Regions from separate parts of the Oryctolagus cuniculus genome. Here region 2 is linked to region 1. Evidence: chromatin contacts called from public Hi-C data. All regions are on one chromosome and are shown on one strand. The core of a region is the stretch at or near the end of the contact, and the rest is flanking DNA. Distances in the headings are between cores, read along the strand shown.

Region 1 (2,917 bases), core at 121-2,620:
GCCATAGCTCACAGGTGTGGTGCTTTCCGCATGCCAGTCGTGGCTTTGATCAACCTCACTCCGTCTCGGTTCACTCTGCTAGTGTATGACATGAGTGCAGAATCATCCCATTTCACAGATGAGAAAACTGAGGCACAGAAAGGCTAAGCCACTTGCCCAAGGCCACACATCCAGTCAACAAAAGAGTCCAGTGTTCCATCTAGAAGTCTCTTCCGGAGCCACTTTTCAGGACCCTACAATACCATCCAACCCAGGGACCAGTTGGAGCCCCTCCCACACCAACAGTGCCTGGGAGAGAGGAGGAGGTCTGGAATAAGGCTGTAGAGATGGAAATACAAGAACAGGAGCATTTACTTTATGCCTTTTGTGTAAGAAAGTGGAATAGACGGGTGACAGACAGGTAGGTAAGTAGATATTTGTTTTCATCCACACAAAGAAATCTCATAGACAGGAGGCTAATAAAAGCGGCCACCTATAGATGGCAAGGCCAGGGGCCAAGGGCAAATGAGGGGGTGGAATAGATAGAACTCAATGCAGGCCTTTTAGTGTGGTTCTTATTGCTGACCCGTATGAGCGAGGTTTTTATTATGCACACACACACACACACACACGACACAATCTAAAAGCTAGTTCAAAGGAACTAGTGACTGTGCAACAGCTGACCGGATGTGGAATCCAATGGAGGAGATGGCACAGACGAAGAAAACACAGTTAGGGGTTTCTAACCTGGGTGGTGGGGAAGGTGGCAGCCCGGCAACCTGGCTGGGAAACCCAGGAGGAAGGTGGGGTGCAGGAAGCTCCAACCTGCCCAGGCTTGTTGATGGCTGAAAGAGGCCATTTAGATGTTGAGGTCAAGGAAAATCACCCAGATGGGTTGACCCTGTGAGCAGATGTTAACGTTAAGGGTAGAGTCGAGAAGGAACAAGCTGGGAGCAGAAGGCAGAGAGTCCAACGCTCAACCTACAGGCCCTGGGTGGGCATCTGCGGACTTCTCTCCCATCCTGTAAGAGACGACCGGTGGGGTGGACACGGAGGGTCTTCATTCAGTCTCTCCATGGCAGCCAACGTAGATATCCTGTGGCTCTGGTAGTAGGGTGTGGTTTAGACCCGACTCCAGCAACTGAGTGGTTAAAAGGGAAACTGAGGCAGACCATCCTAGAAAGCTGCTCTGATTCTCTGTTACCACCCATTCAGGCCAGTGGAAAACTATAATTTGATGTTCTGTTTTTCCTTCTGCATTCCTCCTCTCTCCGTCTTTCTATCACACACATCAACGCAAACACAATTACACGCACACACACACACACACACACACACCAGGCATGCACACAAGGGACCTTTGGCATGGCGTTTTTCCTGATCAGATTGGATACTGCTCTCTGGAGGGAGGGAGAGCAGAGTACAGGAGAGGAAGGAGAGATGCCAGCCCTCCTAGCTACTTTCACTCCCCTTTAAGGCTGCCTGGTTACGGTCCTGGGAAAGAAAACCCCTGCATTCCTCCCCTTTAATTGGGTTTATTGTTAAGCACTGGAGCAGCTAATCCTTACAGACCTGTAGGAGCTGGGGTGTCGGAGCCCTGAGCAGGATTCTTCGGGAGTCCCCGCGACCTCCTCCGGTAAGAGAACCCGCTTCTTTCTGGGCACTGGGGAGGGGGCTCCTTGCTGAGTGGGAGGCGCGGCACCTGGGGAGTGAATTTGGGGAGCCACTTTGGGGAGCAACTTGGGCATTGATTTCAGCCCCAGTTCCAGTGGGCTCCGACTCGCTGGTGTCAAGGGTAAGTTGCAGCAGCTTTGGAAAATACGTCTGCGTGGGGGTCTGGCTGGAGGGGTCGTTCCTGGGGAGCCCTGTGACCATCAACCCTAGGCTGGCTCCAGTGGGAACTGTTTTGCACTTGTGGGCAGGGGAAGGGGAGCAGGACACCCAAGTCCCTCCTGCAATGCCTGAGTATTCGGGACAACCCCCGGGCTCTGCGGGGTGTCAGGACCTCCAGCTCTCCGGCTCCCCTCCTTCCTGCTCAACCTTCAGCTCTTAACCTCTCTGATCCACCAGACTAGTGGGGAGATTCCCGCTCTGCCCGTCTCCTGCTGGGAGAGGCTGGAGACTCCACAGGCTAAAAGGAAGGTTTGTAAATAGCCCGAGGCTCTGCAAAGCCCTGGGAGGAGGATCTGCCTGGGGCCCTCCTGGCCGTGCTGTCCTGGATGCACAACACTGGCGGGTGCACTACTGCTGTCAGTCACAAGACTGCTCCTTCACCTTCCCCAGGGGCGCGTCTATCTCCCTCCTGCCTTCCAACTTCCCTGGTTCAGTTCGCAGGAAAAGATGCTTGCAAGGAGGTCTGGACTCACCACCACCTCCACTTCCACCCCCATCCACACCGTGGCCCCTTCTCTCCACGTAACTTTGACGCACAAACATTAACCCTGCAGCTCCCAGAGGCAGAGGCAGCTGCCAGGGCTGGCGCTGATCTGGCTGCAGTGCGTGGCTGGCCAGCCTTTTACTCCGGAGCCAGAGAAATTGATCATGAGGAAATGTCTGAGCAGGGTCAAGAGAGGCCAGCTGGTTCGGTCTTGGGTAAGGAGATCATCGCTTCCAGATGAGGGGCCAGAGACACAACCAGCTGTCTCTTCCTACTGACCCTGCTTACCCAGGGCTAAAAATGAGACCCACATCAGAAACAGGCCAGAACACAAAGTGCTTAGTAATAGCGGATACAGGGCTCACGCTCGACAGCTTCCCGTCTGCTCTTGATTAATCAACCTGGAGGACCATCCAGGCAGGTGGGCGGGGGTGCCAGACCACTGAGGCTCAGAGAGCTTGCTCAGTTGCCAAGTTGCAAAGCTGATGACTGGGGCTACCCATTTGATGGTGGTAGCATCTGAGTCCCCATCTTGTGATAAGGGGTTGAATTGGCAGGTCG
Region 2 (2,917 bases), core at 116-2,615, 37 kb after region 1:
TAAACGAGGCATAGTGGCCCTTCCCCAGAGAGCCCCGCCCCACCCAGTGAGCACATTCCTTCCAGCTCTGGCCTTCCTGGATTCTGCACCTTTAGCAGCCCAGACTGGGGCTGCCTGACGCCAGCTTCATGGCCTTCTGCGTCCCAGGGTGGGCTCTGCAGGAGGTTACTGCTCTGGACCCCAGCTTGGGAGCAGCGGAGACTGCAAAGCCAGCGAGACTCGGTTCCTGCCCCCGGAGCATGAGATGGAGAGAGGCAGGGAGAGGCAGGTTCATCAGCAGGAAGCGTAACCCCAAGAGAGCTGCTAAGGTGGCCACTGGCACAGCCACCACCCCTGCCGGACAGGCCCGGGGGGCTTCCTGGAGGCCAGGATGCCTGAAAGGATGGTTAGAGGATGAGCAGGATGGTCAGGAGAGATCACCCAGAGAGAGGACAAGACTTCCAAGGAGGAGGAGCCCAGAGGATGTGTGCATGTGGGTCCACACCAGAGTGCACAAAGGGGGAGTGTGGACAACTGAGGGAGCCCACTGGACTTGACTCCTGCCACACTACCTCCAAGCTGGTGCCCTTAGGCAGGCTGCTTAAGCTCTCTGTGCCTAGATTCCTTAAAACAGAAGTGGAATTAACAGCAGCACTTGGCTCGTGCAATCAGGATTCAAAAATGTAACACACACAAGCACTCAGAGGCACACCTGGCACTTGGTGAGAACGTCACAAACCTTAATTCTCCGTCGTGTCAGCTCCACTTGAACCCCTGGGGAGGACAGGGTCTCCTCCAGAGCCGGGTTGCTCTTGCCCCCATGCTGTGCCCAGCAGCAGCCAGCACCCAGCACCCCCTGCACCAGGACTCCGGAGACCACAGCCCACCGCCGCAGCAGCTGTGCGAACTGTCCTGGGTCCCCCCGGGGCCGGGCCTCCCTCAGACCCTGCTCCTTCTCTCTGCCCTTGAACCCATCTCAGGACTCGACAAGACACACAACACAACTGAGAGGACAGAAGGGGGCTGGCCACACACAGAGGGAGCGACCTCATAACAACTCCACCACCCCCCCACCCCCGAGGCCAGGGCCTTGGCCAAGGTTAAGGCAGGATGAGTGCCCATCAGTCTCACTGGGTTGACTCAGGAACACCGTGCCCACATCTTTGAGTCTGAGCCCCAAACCCTGGCCACGTCCCTGTGTCCTCAGCCATATTCTCCCCTAGCATGGGTCTCACGGCCTTAAGCAAGTCATGAAACCTCCATGGGTCCTTGTGCCTCTCCCCGACCTGCCATCTGCACTCAGGAGGGAGCTTTGCCCTGCTTGGGGCAAAGACAGTAGCAGGAAGAGCTCCTGCCATGACACTAAGCCTGAGCTCATATTAACTGGGCTCCCAGCCAAGCAAATTCCCTGGCAGGGACCAGGAAGCTAATAATATCAACGCATATTCCGGAGGCACCTTTAATTTTTCAAACCACATTTCACATCAGTTATTTGAGCCTCCAAATAAAGTTGTGAAATACTAGCATCTCCATTTGCAAGTGGAAGATGAGGCAAAGGGGAAAGCAGGCTGGCTGAAGTCACAGCAGGCCCCGGAGTCCCGTGCAGGGATCTTGCCAGTGCACGGCCCTGTCTCACTCCCCAGGGCAGCAAGGACGGGCCTGGTTCATTTACTCCATCCACCACTGTCAGACGCCTTTCTGGGCCTGGCCCTGTGCTAGGTGCTGGTGAGACAGCCGCAAGTGAGACAGACACCAGCCCAGCCCTCTTGGCCTTTACCGTCTAGCTGGAGAACAAACAGTATATTTGCACTTATAGAGAAACCGAGTCGATCATCAGAGAGTCTAAGCAGAGCAATGCAGACACTGGAGGAGAACTAGGGGAAAGAGCCCACCGCACACACGGGTGGTCAAGAAAGGCCTCCTGGAGCTGATATTCAAGCCAAGGCCCGGAGCACAAGAAGCATCAGCCCTCGAAAGAGCATCCCAGACAGAGAAAGAGCAATGAATGTCCTGGAAACAGGCAAGGGGCTCACGTTTCCAAAGACGGCCAGCGAGGACAGGAGTACAAGGTCAGAGCCAGGAGACAGAGGCCAGACTCTGCAGGCCACGATAGATTGGGAGCTGATCCAAGAACAAGGGGAAGCCACTGGAGGACTCTAGGCAAGAGTGGGATGTGATCTAATTTACAGACTTTGAAAGGATGGGGATGGATCATAAGGGAGAGGAAGAAAGTTGGGGGGAGCCAGAGAAGGCAAGGCCATGCTCCTGACCAGTGATGGGACCTGGGCCAGGGTGGTGGCAGGTGCAGAGGTGAGGAAAGGAGGCGGGTGGCTGATGACCTGGATGTGGGATTGAGGGGCAGGCAGAGCTAGAGCAGCAAAGTGGGGAGGGCCCAGGCTCACCTGCGAGGAAGTCCCGGACCTGCTGGATCTGGAGTCGGGTACGTCTGAGGTCTTCCTCCATCTGGGAGCGGCTGGTGCTCACCTGGGTCTCCAGGCGCTGCACATCTGACTGCACCTGCGAGGTGGCTTCCTCCACTGCCCTGATCTGTTCACAGACGCGGTGCAGGTCAGCAGGGGCAGAAGTAGCCCCTGAAGTATCTGCAGCTCATTCTCCACCCCACGACCCAAGAACACTTATAACCAGCCTGGGGTGGCCCAGAAGAAATTATGTGGATGACGGGTTTCTAAAAAGCACAAAACATCGGCTATAGGCGCTCTCGCACACGTGCTGTGGGGTCTAGGGTGAGCCCCACATCTCTGGGCTCCAGCCCCATGGCTCTGAATGGGGAACTCTCAGCCTCCCAGGGCTCTGTCCTCTGTCCTCCCCCTAGCCCTGCCTGCCCGGCCTCTGCCGCACCTACCATCTGCCTGGTCTGCTGGAGCTGGGCATTGAAGCTGCGCAGCTGTTCAGCCACCTGCCCAGCCGTCCGCAAGGC

Evidence for each region. Hi-C and Micro-C count contacts between places; a contact is called where the count stands out from the background.
Region 2: a Hi-C map of liver shows a contact between it and region 1, with 5 times the contacts expected there. The contact joins the enhancer-like site here to the promoter of CAMK1G in region 1. A contact is called at or near these places in 4 of 6 Hi-C or Micro-C datasets (ear pinna, liver, psoas muscle and 1 more).

What each region holds. Positions count from the first base shown.
Region 1 is chr13:24,427,219-24,430,135 of mOryCun1.1, forward strand. CAMK1G (calcium/calmodulin dependent protein kinase IG) reads left to right here and starts at 1,371. Exons shown (of 14, transcript XM_051820531.2): 1 at 1,371-1,615.
Region 2 is chr13:24,464,661-24,467,577 of mOryCun1.1, forward strand. LAMB3 (laminin subunit beta 3) reads right to left here. Exons shown (of 23, transcript NM_001329071.1): 17 at 2,843-2,917; 18 at 2,382-2,526. Among named protein-coding and RNA genes, the nearest start is that of LAMB3, 31 kb to the right of the region's middle. Within about 2 kb of position 1,366, at least 1 of the 8 cell types and tissues checked has an H3K27ac peak or open chromatin away from gene starts, as enhancers often do.